Regions from separate parts of the Ovis aries genome. Here region 2 is linked to region 1. The links are chromatin contacts, called in public Hi-C maps. All regions are on one chromosome and are shown on one strand. The core of a region is the stretch at or near the end of the contact, and the rest is flanking DNA. Distances in the headings are between cores, read along the strand shown. Region 1 has its middle 110 kb from the start of JMJD1C. Region 2 has its middle 180 kb from the start of JMJD1C.

What was found. A called contact is a pair of places that touch in the nucleus more often than the background predicts.
Region 2: a contact with region 1 is called in a Hi-C map of liver, with 5 times the contacts expected there. The contact joins two enhancer-like sites. A contact is called at or near these places in 7 of 16 Hi-C or Micro-C datasets (hypothalamus, liver, mesenteric adipose tissue and 3 more).

What each region holds. Positions count from the first base shown.
Region 1 is chr25:18,991,805-18,997,516 of ARS-UI_Ramb_v3.0, reverse strand. No RefSeq gene overlaps it. Among named protein-coding and RNA genes, the nearest start is that of JMJD1C, 110 kb to the right of the region's middle. Within about 2 kb of position 2,551, at least 48 of the 54 cell types and tissues checked have an H3K27ac peak or open chromatin away from gene starts, as enhancers often do. A contact at or near this core is called in liver and muscle, where this site is marked.
Region 2 is chr25:19,068,300-19,074,011 of ARS-UI_Ramb_v3.0, reverse strand. No RefSeq gene overlaps it. Among named protein-coding and RNA genes, the nearest start is that of JMJD1C, 180 kb to the right of the region's middle. Within about 2 kb of position 3,176, at least 34 of the 54 cell types and tissues checked have an H3K27ac peak or open chromatin away from gene starts, as enhancers often do. A contact at or near this core is called in liver and muscle, where this site is marked.

The sequences.
Region 1 (5,712 bases), core at 1,302-3,801:
CTTTTTATCTATCCATTTAACAAGTGTTTTATTAGGTGCCTTTTATAAGACATACTCTTTTAGATTGGAGATTACCTGACTGTATTATGAACAGCATCAACCAAGTCCCTATCTGCATGCATCATACACTCTAGAGATAACACAAACAATAAGTAAACAGGCAAGCATTTATGAGATTTGGTAAGAGATATGAAGGAAAATAAACTAGGGTAATTGGCTAGAGAAAAATTATGACTATGTTGCATCTATACTAGATGGGATAATCAAGAGGTCTTAGGTGACATTTGAGCAGACACCTGAATGAGGTAAGGAGAAAAGCCATGCTAAGATTTAGGGTTGAAGACAATGGAAACAGTAAATGCAAAGATCTTGAAGCAGAAGCAGGTTTGACATTTTCTGAGGAACAGTGAGAAGACTGATGTGATTGGAGAAGGAATGAACAAAAAGAAAGTGACAGAGGATGAGGTAAGAGAATCAGACAAGAGCCAAATCACGTGGGCCATTGCTAGGAGTGTGGTTTTATTCCAAGTATGATGGGAAACAATTAGAAGATTTTGAGCAGGAGGAGAGTGAGCATATTTCATTTTTACTTTAAAAGGATTGGTTCCTGGGTGAAAAATGAAATGCAGGGTGAAGCAGTGGAAGTGGGGAGAGGAGTTAGGAGCTTATTGCAGTAGGTTTGCTAAGAAATAATATCTGGACCGTTGCTAGTGTAGCAGGTAGTAAGAAGGTATGGGGTTTGTGATGTATCCACATCTATAAATTAGGGCTGACAGGAGTGGCTGATAGATGGATGTAGAGTGTGAGGGAGAGGAATCCAGGGCGACGAGAAGGGAGGAGAGCTGCATTATTATTCGGAAAATATTTCTCAAGGAAGTTGATGACAGAAAACTGCATGGGAGACATTTTGAGGGAAAGTGGGATTAGCGCCCTGACCACAAGGCCCACCATCCTCCTCCTCTCCTGGGGGACGTCCCTGCTAACATAACAGGAGGCCCACAAGAGGGCACACTTCTCTCATCCAGTTAGAATCATGGTCCCCTTCTGTTCCAGTTCCGTCCTCTGTTGAAAAGTGAGGTCAGTCACGGTCAGAGAAAGAAAAATCCGCCTTTTTTGCAGGTTGTGGAAAAACTAACTGAAGGAGCGATCCCACTGCCATTGCCTAACTCTTATTTTATTGATAAACAGAGCCTATTAACACATAATAACAGTCACCATGGAGTTTTTCCTATGCATTGCGCTTTGTGTTAAGCACTTGATTTGCACTATCTCATTAACCCTAAATCTTTACACCACCTCTATACTATAGGTACAGGTGACATTTTAGGAATGGAGAAACTGAGGCACCAAGCACCAAGAGGTAGTGTGCGTGGGCAATTAAGTCACTTTGTTGTGTCCGACTCTTTGCTACCGTATGGACTGTAGCCCGGGTTGTTCAAGTAGGAATATTCGAGTGGGTTGCCCTTTCCTCCTCTCGGCTATCTTCCCCACACAGGGATTGAACCCCTGTCTCCTGTATTACAGGACTCTTCACCGGCTGAGCCATCAGGGAAGCCCATGAGGGAGAGTAACTTGCGACAAAGCAATGGAAGAGCACTGTACCCTGAACACTTAATATTTTGTATGCTTTTGTTTATTCTCAGCCAGCAATTCTTGGGAGAGGAAACGCTAGAGCTGACTCAGTTTCAGCTGGTGACTAAGGTGGGACCAGAAGACCTGTTTTCGTACTTTGCTCGAAATAGGGGGAGGGAGATTTGCCTCGGGTTGAAGGCTGCGAATGGACATATTATTTTGGTAGAGACTACTTAATGACTGAGGATGACAGGTGGAAAAGGACCAACATCTTTTAAAATCATTTTCCTGTAGGTCGTGCTTTTCTTTTCCTTTAGGATATTTCCTCCTCTGGTTTTAAAAATTGTCACAAAACATTTACGCAACGACCTGGGGTGTTATGACACTCTTAGGTCAAAATGTAAGGACAACCTGGATGAAGGACAATTTTTAAAAAAGAACACGGCCTGCCCTCGCCTTGGTTAAATAAATCAATGGAAACGATTTGTTCAAACTGGAGCATCCAACAGACGCAAGCTCTCTGAAACAGCCCGGACTCCTTGGCAAACACCGTTGCTTAGCGAGACGTCAAAACTCCTGCGTGCAAACAAACGCAAGAGGGGCTCAGCCGCCGGCACGCAGCTCTGGTTTCGGAAAAACTCTATGGAGGGACGTGTAGCTCCTCCCTCTCCTGGTTAGGGGTGGGTGAGGGGAGAGGGGAAGAGGAGCGATCTTCCTGGCTAACCTCACCGGCGAGGACGCCTCTCTCCGTGCCGGGAGGGTGCAGAGGAGATAGAGGCTAGTCGCTCCGCAGGAGAAAACGCCAGTCTTAGTGTTGGACCTTAGGCAAGAAGGAGGGGGAAGCCCGCCCTCCGTCCCCAGCACAGTCAGCGCGCCCCTCCCCCCAGGAAACGCGCCCGCCGGCCCCGCCCTCCTCCGCCACCTCCTGGGCACTTGGGTTGTAAAATCCCACGCAGTGGGGCCGACGCGGTGACGGGGCGGGGCGAGGCCCTGGCGCGGCCCCAGCAGTTCCTCCCCCGGCCTCCCCGCGCACTGGCCGTTCTCCGCGTCCCAACCCCCGCCTGCCTCCATCATACCAACGCCCCTCCCCCAACCCCTCGGCGCGGCTCCGGCACCGTGAGCCCAGCCTGCGGCCTTAGCCACCCCACCGAGCTCCAGCCTCCGCGGCCCGCCCTGCTCTCCCCCGCCGGGGGCGTCTCCCGAGTCTGGACCCCAGTTGTCTGGGCTACAGGGAGGAGCTGCAGCCGCGGCAGCCCCGCCTCTTGGGCTTTTGGACTACCCCAGCTCCTTGAACATCTGGGTGCTGGAGTTAACGTTCCAGATGTGGCTTCTGGGCGGCCAGATGTGCGCACTCGCCCACCGCGGGCCGCTCGGGCCTGGCGGCCGGCGAGTCTGGGCGGACGCGTGGGAGGGGCTGGGAATTTTCCCTCGAAGCTGACTTAAAAGCCGTCGGAACCTCAGCCCCCTAGGCTCCCCGCCTAGGCCTCCAAACTCTCCCGAAAAGTACTGCCAAAAGGAAAAGTTTCCAACCCAGCCCCTGCCCCTCGGCCGTGCAGCCTTCGGAGCTTCTCAAATCGGCAAGGAAAATAGAGCAGTTCTATGGGATTCCCCCCGTGGACAGAGGAGCCTGGTGGGCTGCCGTCTATGGGGTCGCACAGAGTCGGACACGACTGAAGCGACTTAGCAGCAGCATGGGATTCCCCCCCAAAAAACCCTGATGTATTGACGACGCGATCCTGGTCTGGCCATGGGACGCCAGGTGCACAGCCAGGGAACTCCAGGTGCGGAAGAAGTTAACAGTAGGCTTGCATTTGGGGTTTGCCCTAAAGCGCTCTTTGACCGGTATGGAGTCCATTTCCGAAGTTGAATGTCGTATTCCACCTGGTACAAGCAGTTCAGAGCAGAAGAAAAGCCAAGTGAACCCTGTGACTCAACTCCCTTGGAATGTGCCTGGAATAATAAGGGGGACTTGAAAGGTTTTTATGGCCGCGGGTAAAGCTGGTGGAGACCAGGCTCCTGCGCCCTCAGTTGGCGGACGGCCGAGGGGGGCAGTGTTGCCTTCTGCAGTGCTGCAACGCCTGCAAACCGGACAAAAATAGTCGGAGTATCTGGTTTAAATCAACCAAAAAGCATTTCTATCAGCTTAACCCACCGTCCGTCGGAACCGGCAGAACAGAACGAGCCAGATATAATCCCGGGACTCTTTTTAACACTCCAGTGAGAGATAAACCCAATCACACTTCACCTCTGGGATTTAAGTGTCCTAATGTAAAACTGTCGTTATTTTATAGATGTTGCAAATTAAACTTCCTTTTCTGAGGTTATGTGTGGGCATGTGCTCAAGCATTTACGTTTACTAGCAACGCTCTGAATGTGTGGCCTTTTTTGGGGGGTGGTGGTGGTAAGTGATGTTGTTGAACCGTGCAGCCCTAGAATAGTAAAAAGTATTCGAGGCCAACATACGGGTTGCTTACACTACTAAATATTGATATAGAGTCGCATTTTCCTCCCTTCACGTCCTACTCAGATTCCAAAGGCAAGTTGGAACAAAAGGAAAACATGTCTGAGTTTAAAGAGAGGACTTGTGCCAAGAATTACAGTCACAGGGTAAATAACCTTGTTTTCTCCTTCATCAGTGGCAGCTACCAAACCCCGCTCTTGGAATGTGGCCAACAGTCTGTCTGGTGGAGGGTGCTGCTAATTAGAGAGAGACCATAAACCTCTCTGTCAAAGAGGGCATATGACCTTCCCTTCAAGTCTAAACAATAAAGCTGGCGAACTGCAGACTGCACTCTCTCGCAGGCTGCCCTGCGGATTCCCTAAATAGGAACAGGATGAAGGCCAGGCTTAAGAGGTTACCATAGCTCTGCTCTCACACTTTGAGGAATCGGTCACTCCACTTCCCAGTATAACTTGTTTCAATTACTCTCGACAATCTATTTAGAGGAGAGCAGCTTGCAGAGAGAACTCATTGTCTAACCTAAATGAGGAAGCAATTATTACTTGCTTGCAGTCTAATACGCTTTGAGACTGTCAGGTCAAATATCAACCAGATCTCATATAACTTTACTTTGCACTAGGGAAGATATATTTCCTTTTAAAGACAATTATGTATGCTTGCTTTTCTGAATCACCCCTTTTATTCTAATAAGTTTACAAAATTAAGGTTCCCCCCTCTTCAATATTCTTTTCTAATTTTAGGATTTGTTATTCTAAGGAAAACAACCACAGCCTCTTCTGTACGTTGCTTAATGTTAAATTACACTTTAAAAACTTTGGCTTTTTAAATGGGTTATCTTGTCAGTTCAGCTCAGTCGTGTCCGACTCTTCGCGACCCCTTCTCAGAATATAGCAAAATAAAGAGTTCCCCGAATCTTCCTTTCTTTGTCTAATTTCCCTCCCTGGGAGCCCCCTGCAAACTTTAATTTTATACAAGGTTTTGTAAACTAACAATAATTCAGTTCCACTTTCCTAGAACATAGGGAAACTGTTGCCTGCTATATATCCCACCGTACTTGCTTTCTACTGAAAAGACAATGAAATTCATCTCCTGTGTAAAAAGTCATTTGGCCCTTTTCTGTTTTACTAGTTAAAACCTAGGTTTATTAGTTAAAACACGAAAATTCTTGTTGTGAACAGAGCACATAAAAGGCTTTACAAGGTGTGGTTTGAAGAGAGAAAGTGGCAGAGCAAACGCTGGTGGGAAGGTGGGGAAGGAAAGCACTTCCTGAGTGGATGCTCCTCCCGGCTGAGCCACATCCTCTCTTCAGATCTCTTCCTGTTTGTCTCAGCCAATAACTGATAGTAAATGTGGTCTTTTTCCTATTCAATTAAAAAGCATCCTTTCTCTCCTTGCCGAAGTTACCCTAAGAGCCAAATTTGCTATTAACTACCTTACTCAAAAAACTTCAATCCATTCTAATCTGATAATCTGAAATTTTTATCTAATGCAGAAATAGTAAGAACCATTTCTACCTTAGCTGTTTAAGTATTCTGTGGTAGCCAGGATAACCAAGTATAATGGAATTAACAACACAAGAATCTGAAGCTACAATTATTGTGCTTGGGTTTGATCACTGTTGAGTCTCGGTTTCCCTATCTGTAAAACAGACATACTCCCAAAGTGTGGAAACAAATGAT
Region 2 (5,712 bases), core at 1,927-4,426, 76 kb before region 1:
TTATTGATATTTCTCCCAGCTATCTTGATTCTAGCTTGTGCTTCATCCAGCCCAGCATTTCGCATGATGTACTCTGCATATAAGTTAAATAAGCAGGGTAACAATATACAGTCTTGACGCACTCTTTTCCCAATATGGAACCAGTGTGTTGTTCCATGTCCAATTCTAACTGTTGCTTCCTGACCTGCATACAGATTTCTCAAGAGGCAAGTCAGGTGTTCCGGTATTCCCATCTCTTTCAGAATTTTCCAGTGTATTGTGATCCACACAGTCAAAGGCTTTGGCATAGTCAATAAAGCAGAAATAGATGTTTTTCTGGAACTCTCTTGCTTTTTCCATGATCCAATGGATCTTGGCAATTTGATCTCTGGTTCCTCTGCCTTTTCTAAAACCAGCTTGAACATCTGCAAGTTCACAGTTCTTGTACTGTTGAAGCCTGGCTTGGAGAATTTTGAGCATTACTTTACTAGCATGTCAGATGACAGCAATCATGCAGTAGTTTGAGCATTCTTTGGCATTGTCTTTCTTTGGGATTGAAATGAAAACTGACCTTTTCCAGTCCTGTGGCCACTGCTGAGCTTTCCAAATTTGCTAGCATATTGAGTGCAGCACTTTCACAGCATCATCTCTTAGGATTTGAAATAGCTCAACGGGAATTCCATCACCTCCACTACTTTGTTCATAGTGATGCTTCCTAAGGCCCACTTGGCTTTGCATTCCAGGATGTTTGGCTCTAGGTGAGTGATCACACCATCATGATTATCCGGGTCATGAAGATCTTTTTTGTATAGTTCTGTGTACTGTTGCCACCTCTCCTTAATATCTTCTGCTTCTCTTAGGTCCATACCATTTCTGTCCTTTATTGAGCCCATCTTTGCATAAAATGTTCCCTTGGTATCTCTAACTTTCTTGAAGAGATCACTAGTCTTTCCCATTCTATTGTTTTCCTCTATTTCTTTGCATTGATCACTGAGGAAGGCTTTCTTATCTCGTCTTGCTATTCTTTGGAACTCTGCATTCAAATGGGTATATCTTGCCTTTTCCCCTTTACTTTTCGCTTCTCTTCTTTTCACAACTATCTGTAAGGCTTCCTCAGACAGCCATTTTGCTTTTTTGCATTTCTTTTTCCTTGGGGATGGTCTTGATCCCTGTCTCCTGTACAATGTTACAAACCTCCGTTCATAGTTCTTCAGGCACTCTATCAGATCTAATCCCTTAAATCTATTTCTCACTTCCACTGTATAATCATAAGGGATTTGATTTAGGTTGTACCTGAATGGTCTAGTGGTTGTCCCTACTTTCTTCTATTTAAGTCTGAATTTGATGATAAGCAGTACATGATCTGAGCCAGGGTCAGCTCCCAGTCTTGTTTTTGCTGACAATGGAGCTTCTCCATCTCTGGCTGCAAAGAATATAATCAATCTGATTTCAGTATTGACCATCTGGTGATGTCCATGTGTAGAGTCTTCTCTTGTGTTGTTGGAAGAGGGTGTTCGCTATGACCGCTGTGTTCTCTTGGCAAAACTCTATTAGCCTTTGCCCTGCATTCATTCATGGGCCCATGGGTCGCAAAGAGTCAGACACAACTGAACGATTAACACTTTCTCTTTTCAGTCCTTTTAGAAGAGTCTTTCTCTTCAATTCATGACAACCCCCACCACTCTCTATTACTCCCTAAAACTGAGAGACAGAGTCAGTTGCCATTTATCAGGTCTTATTGGGCTTTTCTCTTATAACATGACATTCCTGGTTCCTGGATCCAAGGAAAAAGGAGCCTGGTCACCTCAGTCATCCAAGGACTAGTGAAGATGCATTACTCATAGTTGAAGCTTGGGGCATTTGTTGGAATCCAGGTGGCAGAATTTGGAGATAACTTGATGGACATGAGTTTGGGTGAACTCCCGGTTTGGTGATGGACAGGGAGGCATGGTGTGCTGCAATTCACGGGGCCGCAAAAAGTCGGACACGACTGAGCGACTGAACTGAACTGAACTAGAAGGTTCAGTATGAAAAAGACCTTTCCAGATCATCTCCAAATCTTCATTATACAGAAGAGGAAACTGAGGTCTCAGGAGGCTAGGTGCCTTGTTATACAATGAACTTGCAGAAAACCCTAACTCTGAGCCAGCATCTCTTAACTCCAGGCTCCTTTCACTGGTGGTGGTGGGGGGGGGGGGGGGGGGGGGGATTAAACAACTACCACACAGAGAAGGGGAGAGTAGGGACAAGATCTCCCTTCCTCCTCCCCCAGGCTGTGGCAAGCAGCCAAATGCAGCTTACTGCATATTTAATTTAAACCTTTGTCTGCCCTGGCAAGGACAAAGTACAATCTGTTTTATGTAAAAAGTCTTCCCTGAGGAAAGCCTCAGCCTCCAGCTGCGAAACTGATTGATGTTCTTAAAACCCCCAGGAACCTCTGCTGGGATCCGAGGTTGTGGTTTCTAAAAAAAGAGTTTGTAAAAGGGAAGCACTGAAAAACAAAAATAATTTTCCCCTTTATTGTGTCTCTCACAATCTGGGAGAATTAGACAGAAACCGAGAGGGGAACAGGCAAATAAAGACTGTTCTAACAGCATATTTCAGAGCTCCACACGGGAGGGGAGGAGTTTAGGAGTTTAGGATGGCAGTGGGCTATGGGAGGACCAGCAGCTGATTTGCACAGCAAGACCGCCCATTCTGATCACTAAAGACACAGACACATTTGGAGATGATTTAGATTCACTTGGCAAAAGACTGAAATCATGGAGGTTTTTCTCTGGAGTGTTTGTGAAATGTTCTGATAGAGATTAAAATCCATCTTATTTTGAGAATGTTGTGATATTCCTGACTTCACTTTAGGAGACCCCGAGCTGAAGTGACACTTCTTGTGGAAACAAGGCCAGTTGTGAAGTCCAGTTTTTGAGCTGCCTTCTTGGTATGTTCCAAGGTTAGGGGAATATGCCGCCAGGTTTTTGCTTCATCCTTTGTGATCTCTACCCGCTCTTGGAGCCCAATGCACCGGCAGCACCACAGAAGTGTACCACTGAGTCCACTTCAGAGAGGGCGAAACCACTATATAAAAGTTCTTAGACTGACCAAGCTTAACCTCAAAGGCCCGGCCCTTTCCTCTGGCCCCTAGGCCCGCCCAGAGCAGGCTGTATGTCAGGCTGGGAGAAGGGCATGGTTTAGGGAGCAAAGGCTTCTGGCTCAGGGGGCGGAACCACAGTTTGGAGACAGAACAAAGCCACAGCCAGGTCAGGGCTAAGGAGCTTGGGCTGGTCTTGGAATGGAGCCAGGACCCAGAAACCACTGCCGTGAGCCACCAGCTGGCTCTGGTCCTGGGAACACGAGCAGCTGTCATGCAGGCCAGACCAGACCTGCAGTCTGTCACCATGCCAACGGCTCCATTAGCCCTCCCAGTCTCTGCTCCCTGCAGGCTCACACCCAGTGGCCTGTGTACTTTGGCATCAGCCTACCTTTAGGTGTGTCCTGAGGTGACTGAATAAACTTACAGAAAAGCCACATCACCTGCTGGGTCTTATCATTCTGGACAGTGCTTTGTTGTTCCAGAAACCCATAGAGGTCAAAGTGTATAACTACAAACCTTTAAAGTGTGTTGACCTGATGAAAATGAAAGGGCCAATGATTTTCCTTAACTCTGTGTGGTCTAATTTAAGTGCCTGTCACTAGTACTTTAACTGGAACAACCCAGGCTCCATGACTGTGGAAACAGGAAGCCTTACCCCTATATGCCCAAGTGGTGGGGGCAAATCAGTGAAAGGCCACATTCACAGCTGTTTGGAGTACATCCTGATACCTTGGGATTCAGTTGCAGTAATAAAGTTAACATCAACACAATCATATCAAGAAAAGGTCACAGAAAGAGAAATCTTTGTTTCAAAAACTATGGTACTGTTCCTGGGGACATCCCTGGTGGTCTGATGGCTAAGACTCTCACTCTGGATGCAGGAGATGTGGGTTTGATGCCTGGTCAGGGAACTAGATCCCACATACTGCAGCTAAAGATCCCTTGTGTTGCAACTAAAGACCCAGCGCAGTCAAAGGGATAATTACTTTTTAAAAAAAATTATTATAGTGTTCCTTTTCTACACTAGATCATATTATCATCGTCTGTGTCAATGGCTATTCTCCCAAGTCCCACTGACCATGTGAGAAGTTTTTCCGAAAGATTAAGCTTCACCTCTTCCTAATTTTGTCCCCTTCCAAACTTGTTTAGCCCTCTTCAGGCTTGGTTACAAATTGTAACATTTTAACAGGCTGCACCTCCTCGATCTTTAGATTCTCTTATCACCAGGGAGAGGCCTGTACAACCTAGTAAACTTTAGCCATAAGGCAGCTCCCTAATGAGAATAAAGGGCAGAATAAAAGGCAGCATCCCACAGTGGGGCCAGCAGGATCCATCCCAGGGACAGAAGCCCAGTAGGGCTTAAGCTATAAGAACAAATAAGAACAAACTCTTGGTGCTCAGGAAACTCATAATCTAGGGGAGGCCACTGCTATGTTGCTTAACAAGGTGATAAGCTACAGTGTGTGCTGAGTGCTGTGGGAATGCAAAGGCAGCGATGATTAATTATGCTGGGTATGTGGATTAAAGATCTGGGAATGTTTCCCAGAGAGAGGAGTAGTTGAGCTGAAACCTTAAGGATGAGCAAGCTTTGATGAGGAGGAAATTTAATGGGCAGACTGCACAGCAATATGCATTCCAGGAAGAGGCATAGTGCGCAAGTCTTCCCGGCACAGAGAAGCAATAATACAGGAAATGTTAGGAGTGAAGAAGGTCGTCTGGTACACTTGGAGTTTATGATATAACGTAAAAGTGACAAAAGAAAGACTGAAGGACTTCTCTGGTGGTCCAGTGGTTAAGAATCTGCCTGCCAGTCCTGGGGACATGGGTTCCATACCTGGTACAGGAAGATCCCGCGTGCCACAGGGCAACTAAGACCATGAACCGCAACTGCTGAGACCATGCGCCTAGGCAATGAGAAACCCATGCACTGCAGCTAGAGAAAGCCTGAGCAGCAACAAAGACCCAGCATAGCCAAAAATAAATTTTAAAAAAAGACTGAAGAGTTAGGTTAGGCCAGATGGTGACTGTCTTGGAAGACAAACTCATTGGACTTTACCCTGAACTGACTGGTAAAGCATGCAAAGGATTTTAAATGACTGGCTAGGTCAGGAGTTAAGGTTAGTAAGTGTGACAAGCAAAATTGTCTAGAAATAACTCTGGAAGGTTACTTTAAGCAGCCTAGACAGACCAACTACAGCAGGGGCCTCCTTCTTCTCCCATGGGATGGACTGCCCCAAACTCATAGGACTGATAGCTTCTTCCCCATCCCTAGTCAGGTAAACTACAGGCCTCCGTGCAGGCCTCAAAGATCCAGAGCTGCAAAATTGGCTTTCCTGGACAGCTGAAAATATCCAAACACCTAACTCAGATTGCTTAGTGCCCCTGAATCTGTTTGTACCCCCACTGATAAGTCATTCTCTCACTCTATCTGGAAAGCAACATGGAAGTAGGGCCCTGGGTCGAGAACATAAACCTTCCACATCCCAGCTGATGGATGAGAGGCTGAGATCACAGACTTCTGCTCTCCCTGTGGACACTTCCTCAGCAAACCTCCACAAGAAAGTCTTTCTAAATCACACCACCAGATGTTATGAAACGCTTTCTGACCATGGTGACCCATAAAGGCATCCACATTACATCAAAAT